Regions from separate parts of the Macaca mulatta genome. Here region 1 is linked to region 2. A link is a contact called in public Hi-C data. All regions are on one chromosome and are shown on one strand. The core of a region is the stretch at or near the end of the contact, and the rest is flanking DNA. Distances in the headings are between cores, read along the strand shown.

Evidence for each region. Hi-C and Micro-C count contacts between places; a contact is called where the count stands out from the background.
Region 1: a Hi-C map of fetal cortex germinal zone shows a contact between it and region 2, with 2.2 times the contacts expected there. The contact joins two enhancer-like sites. A contact is called at or near these places in 2 of 14 Hi-C or Micro-C datasets (fetal cortex germinal zone and fetal cortical plate).

The regions. Positions count from the first base shown.
Region 1 is chr13:119,429,282-119,435,608 of T2T-MMU8v2.0, forward strand. No RefSeq gene overlaps it. Among named protein-coding and RNA genes, the nearest start is that of SOX11, 300 kb to the left of the region's middle. Within about 2 kb of position 4,115, at least 9 of the 40 cell types and tissues checked have an H3K27ac peak or open chromatin away from gene starts, as enhancers often do. A contact at or near this core is called in fetal cortex germinal zone, where this site is marked.
Region 2 is chr13:119,352,293-119,358,817 of T2T-MMU8v2.0, forward strand. No RefSeq gene overlaps it. Among named protein-coding and RNA genes, the nearest start is that of SOX11, 220 kb to the left of the region's middle. Within about 2 kb of position 1,644, at least 6 of the 40 cell types and tissues checked have an H3K27ac peak or open chromatin away from gene starts, as enhancers often do. A contact at or near this core is called in fetal cortex germinal zone, where this site is marked.

The DNA of each region.
Region 1 (6,327 bases), core at 2,865-5,364, 79 kb after region 2:
CTGTTTGAAAGTCTGAAATAGGCACTTCACTCAATTGCTCATTTCCTTTTGGTCACAAGTTTACTATGCTTTCATAGATCTAATTGGCTCTTATTGGATATATACTGATTAGCAATTTCAATACATTTCCATGATGTGGTCTAGTAGGAGGTTCACCTATATTTGGAGTTATATAAGTGAGTTTTAAAAATTGACTTGAAAATCATATTTTTGCTTGGTGCTCATCTTCACGAGCGTCCATTACAATGTTCTAAGATGATGGATAAGTGTATTTTATGAGCTACCTGGGGAAATATTAGCTTAGGGTTTATCACAGCAGCTCCTCTGTGGAGGGTGGCATGGCATGATTGCCCCATGCATTGTCCTAATGCATCAAGATTGATGACCATGCTGCAGAGATTGCACAGCAAAATAAAGGAGGCTGGCTCTGGCTGTGGTGGCTCACACCTATAATCCCAGCATTTTGGGAGGCCAAGGTGGGAGGAAGGCGTAAGCCCAGGTGTTCAAGGCCAGCATGGGGCAACATGGTGAGACCCCATGTCTACAAAAAATACAAAAAAAGTAGCTGGGCATGGTGGCACACAACTGTGGTCTCAGCTACTCAGGAGGCTGGGAATCCTCCCGAGAGGAGGGAGAATCACTTGAGAATCACTGTGATCGCATCACTGCACTCCAGCCTGGGCAACAGAGCAAAATGCTGTCTTAAAAATAATAATAGAAAAGCGTAACAAAGACCCAGGGAAAGAGTTGGGCATGGTGGCTCACCCCTATAATCTCTTGTGATTACTCGACTTGTGAGGCTGAGGAAGGAGGATTGCTTGCAGGCAGGAATTTCAGACTCTGCCTCTAAAAAAATATTTTGACTCAAAAAGCTTCCGGGAAAACTGTCCATTTCTATGGACAGTCATGCAAAGGTAAGACCTAGGACAATAAGGTATGGTCCAGTGGTAACCACCTGGAGCGAACTTGGCAAATCCTGGTTGTTCAGATTCTTCTTGGCCTCTCTGGGACAGTTCCTCTGCAGGTATAGAGGGTACAGGGCAGGACACCTGTCACATGAGCTTCTTCAGGGGAGGAGTGAGGGAGAAGATCAGAGAGTGACCTTCCTGCTTCTGAGGTTTTCTCAATGTCATTCAGCTTAAAATACTCAAAATGATGAAGTGCCATATTGTGGGGTACAGTGTTATGATCCCCAGCATAGCCAATGCAGATAAAGGCATCAGAATATGAAGTGCTTAAGAAACAAAAATTATCATGCAGAGGGAAAATAATGAGGAAAATAAAGGGCCGACTCAAGTGTAAATAAAGCTGATTGCAGAAACAATAATTCCTTTGTTTACTCTTTTCAGCTGATATATATCTTTTACATAACCAACACTGAGATAATTAGAATCCCTTCCCATTTCAACACATAAGTTCTATCTCACTGTTGCACAATTTATTTGGAGGTATGATACATCATTTTTCATAGATATTTATCAGGTGCTTATTTCATAATTATTTCAATCTTAAAATAATTGACTAATAGCAAATCATAGCTTGTTAAAAATGAAAATTATTTACAGTATATTTTCAAATGGCAAGTGTAGGTTTCATGTAAAAATTAATGAAAATTTCGAGACACAGTGGACATGAGTCTACAATTTTACATATAACTCATATTGCAATATCTTCATTATTTTAGATTTGATAAAGGGAAAATATTACAGATTGTCCTTCATTGTTTTCAAGAATACTGGAAAACATTGCAATATTGGTTACTCTGAAACTCATGGTATTGATCTATATGCTTTTGGCTTAATTGCATTTTTTTGGTTCTTATGTGTTACATAGCATAAAGAATGGTTAAAAATATCCAACAGTATGTTTTGATTTGGTACATAACAGTAGTGATCAGTACAAATATGTATACTTCAGTCTACTAAAGCCAAACTCCTCAAATAATAAAATTTTAAATTACCTTTAAGGTTCCCCAAACGGAATCATACTCATCCCCTAAACAGCTTGTAGCAGTTTCATTTCAGTCTAGGTATATATACCAGCTCAGCATTTGTGCCTGGTCATGGCTGTACTTCACTAAACTCAAATCAGGAATGTTATTCTGTCTGGAGAGCCACTGCACTTCCACAACAGGGGTTCATTTGAGCACATGCTGGTGTTCTCCACAAAGTCACTTGTATTTAAATCAGACACAAACCCCTTTCTTTGGTTCCTCTACCCCTCCCCCTCTGCCACCCGCCCGGGTATATTTTCCTTAGCATGTGTAATGTTAATTGGAGTTACATGTGTGCACTTGGAACTGAATATACTTCCAGATGTGACTTTTGTAAGCAAGTTCTTTCAGACTGAGCCCTTTCATATTTCAAATAAAATTGTACCACACAAGATATCTTCAATTTTTAAAAAAATCTAAAGGACACAGCCATTAGTATGATTAAACACAACATTAAAAAATATTAAATTACATCTATATTCTGAATTAGGTCACCTGATTTTGATTCTTGATTTTCTCTTCTGTTCCACTTTAAAAACTGCACAGATCCTGGGGGTGTGATCTTAACTGAAAGACTAAATCTGTGTTATTCACTGTAAAAAATCATCTAATCCTATTTGGCTTTGTAGAAAACTGAGGACAGTATTAAACACTATAAGGTAAAAATATATACAAAGTGATGTCAGCTGCCTAAAATTAAATTTATTTGTACCTTTATCCGCTGTTTTCGTTGTTTTGTAATGACGGTAGATGTGATACAAGACAAATAACCGCTTTTGTGTATATCCTGCGTCGTAGCTGGAGAGGAAAGCAGGGTTGAGACAGGATGAGAGGGCTAAGTGTGAAAAGAATGAAGAAGCAATTAAATCTCACTTCCTACAAGGTCTATGCAAAAGCACAAAATTATTTGCATGGTCATGTGGCCAAGTCTGCCTTTATTTGGCAGGAATTCTCTTATCTTTTAAGTCAATGAGTCTTAATTTTCTCCAACAGAATTAAATAAAAGCTGAATCTCAGTAACAAAGGCAGGCTTGTCTCTTGAAAACATATGTACTCCTGTGTCCTATAGCTAAAGGAAATACAGCTAAATGTTTTCACGATTGGTGAAAAATTATAATAAATAATATTCCAGAGTAAAGCATTTTATACTTAAAATCCAGAGAAACGTTGGTTTTACTCAATCAAAGGAAATGGGGGAAAATCCACCATGAGCCATGATATGCTCCTCCAATAACACTCGGAGCTGAATTCTAAGCCATTTGCCAAGAGCTCATTTATAACTCTCTCCCTGGTTCTACTTCATTGGCAAAGGCAGACACCAAAACAAGTAATTACCATAATTATTTTGGTCCAAAATTAAATCCTTTTGGAGGGTACACATTTGTTTTTGTATTGGATTTTTAATAGTCATATACATCGGAATACAATTTCTATTACACCTATTTATGAATACCAAAATATTTGTCCCCAGCCATAGCTGGATGGGCTGATAATTTAAAATATTCTTATCTACTTTCGACTCTTCATTCTTGCATGTTTTCATCACCACCTTAGTTTCCATCTCTCTCTACTTTGGGAGGTACAGCAAATAACATGCATAATTTAATTTTGAGCTTTTAAAAGCAAAGAAGTAGATTTAGTTTCTCCCCAGAGCATTTTATTAAGGAAATATTCTTACAGCTAAGAAAAATCCAATCTGAAATACAAAAATGAAACAAGAACGCACAAAGATATTTTATGGGCTTGTTTTATTATATGGGCTTGTTTTGATCAATCAATCAAACAGACCAAAAATTCTTTAGGTCCATATTTCAATGCAAATATCGATGGGGAAGGTTAAATCCAAGTCTCCAATGTTTAATGAGGTGTCTATTTCATTCTTATTAACTGAAATACTTTAAAAACTAAAGTGGTTAAACTTAATAATTTTATTAGACTGTAATAGTTATTTTATTAACATTTTTCTCCAAGGATTTTTCTGTCTGATTATGAGTACTTTGCAATTTCAGACAGTATGATGGATGCTACTTTTCTATGACAAGAATTTTAACAGCCTTCCTCAGCACTCAATGCACACCCAATTATGCGTCTGAGCTAGTAACCTTGAATTTATGTTGCCATGGTGACAAACTGGTCATGCATTATGGATTATCATTGAAATTCTACACTCCTACCTAGCATAATGAGGGTTGGGGACTTAATCAAATCAGCCATTCTGTGTGACACAAAGTGAAGAACTAGCTCTTATTGTTCGGTGCCGAGAAAGGAAGCAGGCCTGCCGGGGAGGCAGCTGCAGTGCTCCAGCCTGATAGATGGCCCTTATATACATTTGTGAATGTATAGACAGATGGTGCTCAATGCCTGGAATTTCCAGCTTAGGCAGCAGCTGTTCGGATAACCTCTGCCGTCTCACCTTGTTGTCATGGAACATTGAACAGAGACTGAGAATGTGCGTGGATACATTGACAACTGACTGCCTTTACACTGCATGGCATCCTCCTTTTATCTTAAGACGCTGGGCTGGAAGGAAGGCAGAGTGAGGGTAGACGAGATGGGTGGGGGAGGGCAGACAGGAGTGCAAGCTTTGGAATGCCCAGAGCCTGGCTTTGGAATATCTCCCATTGCCATTTTACATGAAGAAAGACAGACAATGTTAGGATGGTAATCTTTGCATTGGAGAAATCTTGTTTGCTGCTTTTTCGAAGGCCAGAAATCATAGGCAGAGCCTATCCTTGGATATAGTTGAAGCTTCCTCTTCCCCCATAGGTAATAGGTATCTTTGTTATCTCTTCACCTGTTACAGAGACAAAATAGCAACAACTTAAGGTCAAAAGGAACAGGTTGGATGTCAGGTCAGCATCTCAACAGAGATGAGAGCTCTGACTTCATGTGGTTACCCTCTTTCCTGAATATGCTGAGGATAAACCAGTGGAGAAATAGTCATGGGTACTTCCCGATTGGAAATAATTTTCACACAGATAGACTTTTTAAACAATCTTCCGGTCTGTCAGAAATTATTGAATTAATGCAATGCTTTAGAAAGGCAGCTGCTTGTGAACAGAACATCAAGCTCCTCACGGAGCGCTCAGGTTCCACAAGAATGTTTGTTAACCAGAGAATGAAGATGTATAATTAAGCTTTCGGTACACCTGCCCCCTTCCTCTCTCCCCACCGCATCCCAGGGTCGTTGATAACGTTGTGGTCATTAATTACTCCATAAACCCCATGCTTTCCAGGACCTTCAAAATGCCACCGGTGGCATTCTACCTGCCGATTGCTTTCATGTGAAATTTTCTGTTTGCTTAATTTTGTTATTTTTTAAAATTATTGTTTTCTTTCCTTCCCAACGTCAAAATTTAAAACTGCCTTGGTCACGTGATTTGGGAGACTTATTTGTGTGTGCATGGAGGAAGGCCTTTCTTAAATATTTCATGAGGCTTCGTGCCTCTGGCCCGATCTGCCAGACCTCTCTGACTGCAGAATAAGCGAAAATGTTGTATCAACGGAAGATGCTTTGACCCAATAGATTATAACTGCTCTGAAAAAGCCATCACACTCTCTTAGGTAAATGCCTCACAACCTATGGAGGTATTCTGGTAAGGTCTGGGAAACAGAAAAAGCTCTGTAGTCCATGCTATCCATACCTGTGGCCAGTAAGAAGGTGGCTTTGTATATGTCTTGAAATCAGGTCAATATTACACATTTAAAAGCTCTTGGGATGTATTCTTGACACCTAGGGAATTGTATGCATTGAAAATTTTAAGAATGGAAAAGTTTTTGTTATTTCTGAGTGCTATTCTGAGCTATCTATCTATACATGGACATAAATACAATCTAGATTTTATTTAAGCATGTAAAACTGTCATTAAAGTGATAATATTATATTAAAAATAAACTGTAATATTTGCCATAAAATTAAATAACGAAATGAAAAATGTAGGGATAAAATCTGCAACCACCTAAATATATTTCTAAGCATCTGTCTTATATGAATATGTCTTATGTTTGGGTGGAGGAAGTAGTTTATGTCAAATATAAAAAGACAACATTTAATTTGAATTCTTCGTATTTGTGTCCATGCATAAGCAACAGCTTAAATATAGAATCACCAAAAATATTTTACTCCACTTCTCATTTTTCCTGTGTACCAACACTTAATGGATGGTTTTATTCTTCCTATAAAAGTGTTATAAATGGCCATACTGAGAGTCTATACCCAAATGGTACTTTCAGCTCTAATTACGTATTTTAAATCTTTGAACAAAAATCAAATAAGAGATCATGTATTTTTCCATTAATTCTTCAACACTACTCATATATAAATGTGCTCTAGG
Region 2 (6,525 bases), core at 394-2,893:
CAGTTGGCAAATGTCCCACAGCCTGCTTGTCCTGGGGTGTTTGCCTGAGCTGTGTGAGAAGTTGCAACCGCCTGGCTTGAAAAACCTCAGGAAATCCCCAAATCCCTTTGTGACATGGAGACTGTGTGTTTTCTTCCTCCACATTTGTTTTTCTCTTCACCAAAGAGCACCCCAGTTAATTAAACCCCAATTAGGCCACAATGAAGATCTAGATCTTGTTCATTCTTGATTCATGAACAAATTAACTGGGGCTGATGGATCCTGATTTCAAATTGCATGAAAGAAGAAAGCGGTTTCATGCAGCATCACAGCATTACACGTGGGGGAATTAAATAGATGCTTTAAAATGACTTGGCATCAGATGATCTAGTTTTTTTTTTTTTTTTTTCTGTGTCCAGCAATTTTATCTTGATTGAAATTGATAATTCTACCTGCAAACAACAGATTGAAGGTAGATGGAGGAGATCCTCAATTTGTGAAGGTTTAGCGTCCTGGAACAACTGGGTGGGGAGGACCTGCTAAAGGACTTAGTCCAGTCCCCTCCTTTATAGAGGAGGAACCAGATTTGCCTAATGCAATTCATGTACTTAGATGCCCAAGAGGACTAGACACACTAGGCTCTCTTCTTTTCCTGGGTGATTACAGAAGGAGTTGTGTGGTTTTGTCATTTTCTACACAAAATGTCTTTGAACAAGTATTTAGAAACCTTTGTTCTGCCAAATATACATACATACATACATACGCAATTATATTTAAAATATATATTTATTTAAATATATTATGTATATTATATACAATATATTTAAATTGTATTAAAGTATAATAAAATTATAATTATTAGACATAGAAAAAATAAATAGGTGGTTTTATGTTTAGTTTTTTACTCTACCGTATATACAGATATATATACAATCCATGTATATTTGTATGCATATTTTTTGCATTTTATGACCACTTAATCTATCCTACTCTGAGGAATTTTGATGCAGAGATATCAGGAGAAAATGCATCAGAAGCAGTGTATTTTGACGAACAGTTTTTAAAAAGTCTCTGTGCATTTCAGAATCTAATATGTATTTTCATCAAGCAACTTCCTAATGTTCGTGTTTATATACACTTTAATTTACGTGGAATGTGGAAAACACAGTAGTTACAACAAGGAGTAGCCACCAGTGCTTCCATTTTCACAGAGAAAATGACATTCTAAAAGCATAAAATTTACTGATTTTTCAAATCCTAATCCATGATTAGATGGGAGCCTGTCTCCTAGGAAATATGCAAATGGAAAGGAAACAAGAAAAAAAAAAAAGCATGCTGCAAAATCAAGCCTAAAAATTTCAGAAACGATCTAGTTTTACTTAAAATAAAAAAAGATAGAGGGAATCCGACTCCCTAATAAGCAGGAGAGCATTTCCCCTCTTATTTACTTGTTTATTAGCCTGTTTTGGTAAGGAAAGCTGCGCCAACTGTGCCCCAGGCTCAGGTAATCTGGATTTGATCAACATCTCCAGACAATTGTGGCTGCAACTTTACACCTCCCCCAATGCCAGGATATAAAATTTGGCCCACCCCAACAACACACCACTAATTAAGCCAAGCCTGGTGCATGTGTTGAGAGAACAATGATGACAACCAGCCCACAGGGGAGGGAGTTTCAAATCACAGTCAACAACAGTCCCGCAACTCAGCCCTTAAAGGGAAAGGAGCCCACAAGCTTCTCCAAATGACACCCGTAACAGGCAGGTCTCTTTGGTTTATAATTACTGTACTTAGCTGGGTTTTCCCTTTCTGTGGCTGACTGCTGGATTCAACCACTCTTATCTGCATAATTTGGGGGTGGCGGTCTCATGCAATATGCAAGGACAAGGCTCCCCATTTCCTCTTTGGCTGCAGTGGAGGAGCCCCTCCTTCATTTCCTACCCAGAGGAACAATGGTTCTGGGCGTGGCTGAACACACTTGGGTGAAAGACACTGCTGGCTGGAGCCAGGCCCCTCGGATTTGTTTTTGGCTATTTCGGCCTCCAAGTTATTCCAGCAGGAAGCTAGCTTTGTAGAGAATACCCTGCCTAGTGGTGGCTCTTTCTGACTGCTTGTCCAAACATTATTGGGTAAAACCTAACACCAGGACTTAAGAAATGTACTAAAAAGTCCCAGGGAAATGCATTTGCCAAGCAAGGAAGCATGCAGGGAGGAACGCGGTGAATTCTCAGAGGATGTGCAAGTCTCAGTTCATGAAGTTGAACCCTTTATTTATGTTTCTCACAGAGGACCAAGGTGCATCCAGTTCTTCCTCTAGGATTCCTTTTGGGAGCAACCAAGACAACTCTCGAGTTCTACCTATAAAAGAGTGTCCAATCACTGGCTCTATAAAGAATCAAGCTTTGGGAAAACAAAACCTTCCATTTTTAGTAGAAGGATATAATGTATAATTTTGTCGATTTCTCAAAAATAGAACAAATCATGAAACTGTTATGCCCAGACCGTTTATTCCCCGAAGAAGACCACCAGAGTCCAGAGTCAAAGCTAAGCAGCAAGGATCTTTATTACAAGTTCGAACCTGGAACTCTCCCTCGCTCGTGAAACGAGACGGGCAGGAGAGCTCCCCCACTCAGCTCCGAACAATGTTATATAGTCTAAGAAAAGTGGGCATAGAGTTATTATACAAATCAGATATATGATTGGCTAGTGTTTGAACAAGGCGATTTGGCTAACTATGATTGGTTCCTGCCATTTCTGATATTTTTGGTTCAAACTTTGAGGTGGGAGAGCAGGTTTATGGCAGCAAGAGTTTATCTTACTTAAACACGTCTTGTGACCTTGCCTCAGAACTTACAAAATCTCTGGTATGTGCAAAACAAAATCTCTGGTACGTGCAGAAAACCAGGTACTCACAGAACTTACGAAATCTCTGGTATGTGCAAAGATTAGAGAGCAGAACAAGGGTGTAGCGGGTGGGGGGCGGGTACACATCTATCTTTGTGTCCTTTCATTTCCCCCTTCTCATAAGTAACTGGATGTCCAATCTTGGATTTCCAGAGTCTTATAATATAGCCTCACTTTCTGGGTGCAGGAGAGGCTGGTGATGGCTACGGAGGACCATTAGTTGGATGGTATCAAACCTTTCTCTGACAAATTGTAAAATTTTATTTACCACACAGGGGCCTATAGTGAATAGAAGTAGTAAAGACATTAGGGGGCCTAAAAGGGGTGCCAGAAGGGAAAACATTGAAGAGCTCCACCAATTGTTAGCGGCTGTAGTGAATTGTTGCTTTTTCATTTCTAAGCTTAGTTCGTGTAGGCGTTGGACTCTTTCCTCAACTAACCCTGACTCATTTATATAGAAACAGCATTCTTCTTTGAGGAACATACAGGTACCTCCTTTCTCAGCCGTGAGTAAGTCTAAGGCTCTGCGGTTTTGAAGGGTGACCTGTGCTAGGGAGGTGAGCTGCCGCTGAAGGGAGGCTAGGGAATAGGCGGAGTCTTCCATAGCAACAGAGAATTGTTGTAACAGCTTGTCGTTTTCTATCATGGAGTGTTGTAGGGCCCCTCCTGCTAACCCCGCTGCGACGACAGAGGTGGTTAAGGATATTCCGGCAATTAGTGGTAGAAAAACTGCTCGTCTATGTCACGCAGTTTTAGTTGGGGCGGTCCCTGCCCAGCCTATGAACTCTGCCAGGGTTAGCAGTGTCAGTCGGGGAACTAGGGTAACAGGGATACACAACTGTCCGTCAGAGATGCTTTTGGACAGAGTTTTTAACAGAGTCATATTACACCAGAAGAACACACCAGGGGGAGCATATATGGGACTATTAGGGTATGTAGCCGATTGGTTACAGAGGCTGTTGCTAAATGCTGAATAACAATAGGGGTATTTCTCTTGGTATGGGTCACGGTACAGGGCCACATCGGGTATCGTGACTATCGATGAGTTAAAACCTGTATAGTTTGTGGGAGGGGAGGATAGAGGAACAGCCGTTAATGGTGGTCTTCCTAGGGTTGCACACATAAAGCAAGAGGACAGGTCGCCTAAACCAGTGAGGTTGGCGAATGCTAGCCCTTCCCATAATAGAGTTAGCCAGGAGAAGGGCTGCAAGTCTTGTGATAGCTTGGTTTCTTGCCTGTGGATTTGTGTGTGGATTAAGGGTTGAATCTGGACTAGACTTCTCCACAGATATAAATGGCTACTGGGCCAGGTACTAGTTGATGAGTAATATACTCCCCCATGTTGTGGGGTTGTCCACCGAGAGTCCCATGGGTCTCTAATTATCCAAGTCTAAGTGACGGGAGACTCAGTTTTGTAAAAATACCACCCTTGTCGTTCTCTCCAGTATCGGACAGAGTGTGTCTTACAGTAGTTATATGGGCAACCTGCACTCTGGTGCCACCAATAATTTTTACAATTATATTCAGTTTGATCATATTCAAAACAGATCATGGGTATTGCTGGTTGGGCAATCTGGAACCTAGTGAAATTGAGGTAAACTATAGTATTACACCCTGAGGGGGGGCAGTCTGCGCTAGCTAGCAGTTTACCCGCTTGGGGGGTTTCCCCGGGGTGAGTTTTGTTCTCATAGAGCCAGAACCTCCAGACATAGGGATTAGACGGCGCAGCAGTGAGGAGAGTCAGATGCATAAGGCATAAAAGCATAGGTAAGCTAGACATGGTTACGGCTATGGGGATGACGGCGCAGGGTTAGCTTTAAGTGATTGTTCTTAGCTTTGTCTATAGTCCATGTAACCGGTGCTCCAGACGGCTCGAGAAGGTCGGATGTTGGGTCCACTGGTTTGACGTGTGTGTAGTGGATCCACGAAGCAATGCCTTCTACTTTGAGAGCGGTGGGAGTAGTCAGGAGTACTTGTAGTGGTCCTTTCCACCTGGGTTGAAGAGTTTCTTGCCGGTGGCGCTTGACTAGGACCCAGTCTCCCGGCTGGAACGGATGAGGCATCGGCGGAAGTCCTGCCTCGTACAGTTCTCATAGTCTGGGCCAAATTTCCTGGTGAATTTTCTGTAAGGCTTGTAAGGAGAACAGGAGCTCAGAGACATTTTCAGTTTCAGGTTTGAGTAAGTCATCTTTTAGACTGGGGACCAGGGGTGGGGGTCTGCCATACATGATTTCATATGGTGTGAGGCCTAGTCTGTAAGGGGTATTTCGGGCCCGGAACAGAGCGTAGGGGAGAAGTACTACCCAATTAGCGCCAGTCTCCATGGTCAATTTAGTTAAGGTCTCCTTCAGAGTCCAATTCATCCTTTCTACCTGTCCTGAGCTTTGGGGCCTATAAGCACAATGTAATTTCCAATTTGCCCCCAGAATGGAAGCCAAATCCTGACTTACCTTAGCAACGAAGGCTGGTCCATTGTCTGACCCTATTTGGACGGGAAAGCCATACCTGGGGAGGATTTCTTCCAAAATTTTCTTTGCTACAACCTGAGCAGTTTCTCTCTTAGTTGGGAATGCTTCTGTCCATCCTGAAAAAGTATCTACAAAGACAAGTAAGTACTGATACCCATATTTTCCAGGCTTTATCTCAGTAAAGTCTATTTCCCAATAGATACCAGGCCTAGTTCCTCTACACCTAATTCCTGCGGTGGTCTGGGTTTGGGGGCAAGCGTTGTTTAGTTGGCAGGCTTTGCAATTTGTTGTGACATCGCTGGCCAGTTCAGCTATGTGCCTGATTCTAAACTTGGCGTGCCTGATTAAGTCCATCATTCGCCGGGCACCCAGGTGGGTTGTCCGGTGGATGTGTTCCAACACCTGCTGTCCTAATTTTTCTGGTAGGATGGTTTGGTCATTTATATCAGTCCACCACCCATTTTTAACCTGTTTTAGGGGAAGCGTGTTCATCCATTCGCGATCCTGTTCGGTATAGTCGGGAAAACATGGCAAATTTCGCGGGCCAGGATCGGGGAGCTGGAGCGCGAGGAGCTGACTGGGAGCTTTTGCTATGCTCCTTGTGGTTTGGTCGGCTAAGAAGTTGCCTCGAGCAATTGGCGTAGTTGGTTTCTGATGCCCAGGGCAATGTACGATAGCCAATTTCTTTGGTTTCCACAAAGCAGTTAATAAAGCTAGGATCTCTTGCTTGTTTTTTATTTCTTTGCCTTCGGCTGTTAATAGTCCCCTTTCTCTGTAGATGGCCCCATGTATGTGCGCAGTAGCGAAAGCATAGCGGCTATCCGTGTATACTGTTAGTTTTTTCTCTGCCCCTAGGGTGAGGGCCTGTGTAAGGGCTATCAGTTCGGCTCTTTGGGCCGATGTCCCTGGAGGCAAGGGTTCCGCCCAGATTACCTCAGTCTCTGACGTTACAGCCGCTCCTGCATACCGCTGGCCTTGGTGGACGTAGCTGCTGCCATCAGTGAACCAGGTGAGTTCTGTGTCGGGGAGCGGACGATCATGCAGGTCCTCCCGCACCCCATGCACCTGAGCCAGTATCTCAGTGCACTCATGGGACGGGGCGTCCAAGTCTGGATTTGGCAGCAGTGAAGCAGGGTTTAAAGAGGTTGGGGGCAGAAAAGTTATTCTGAGGGGG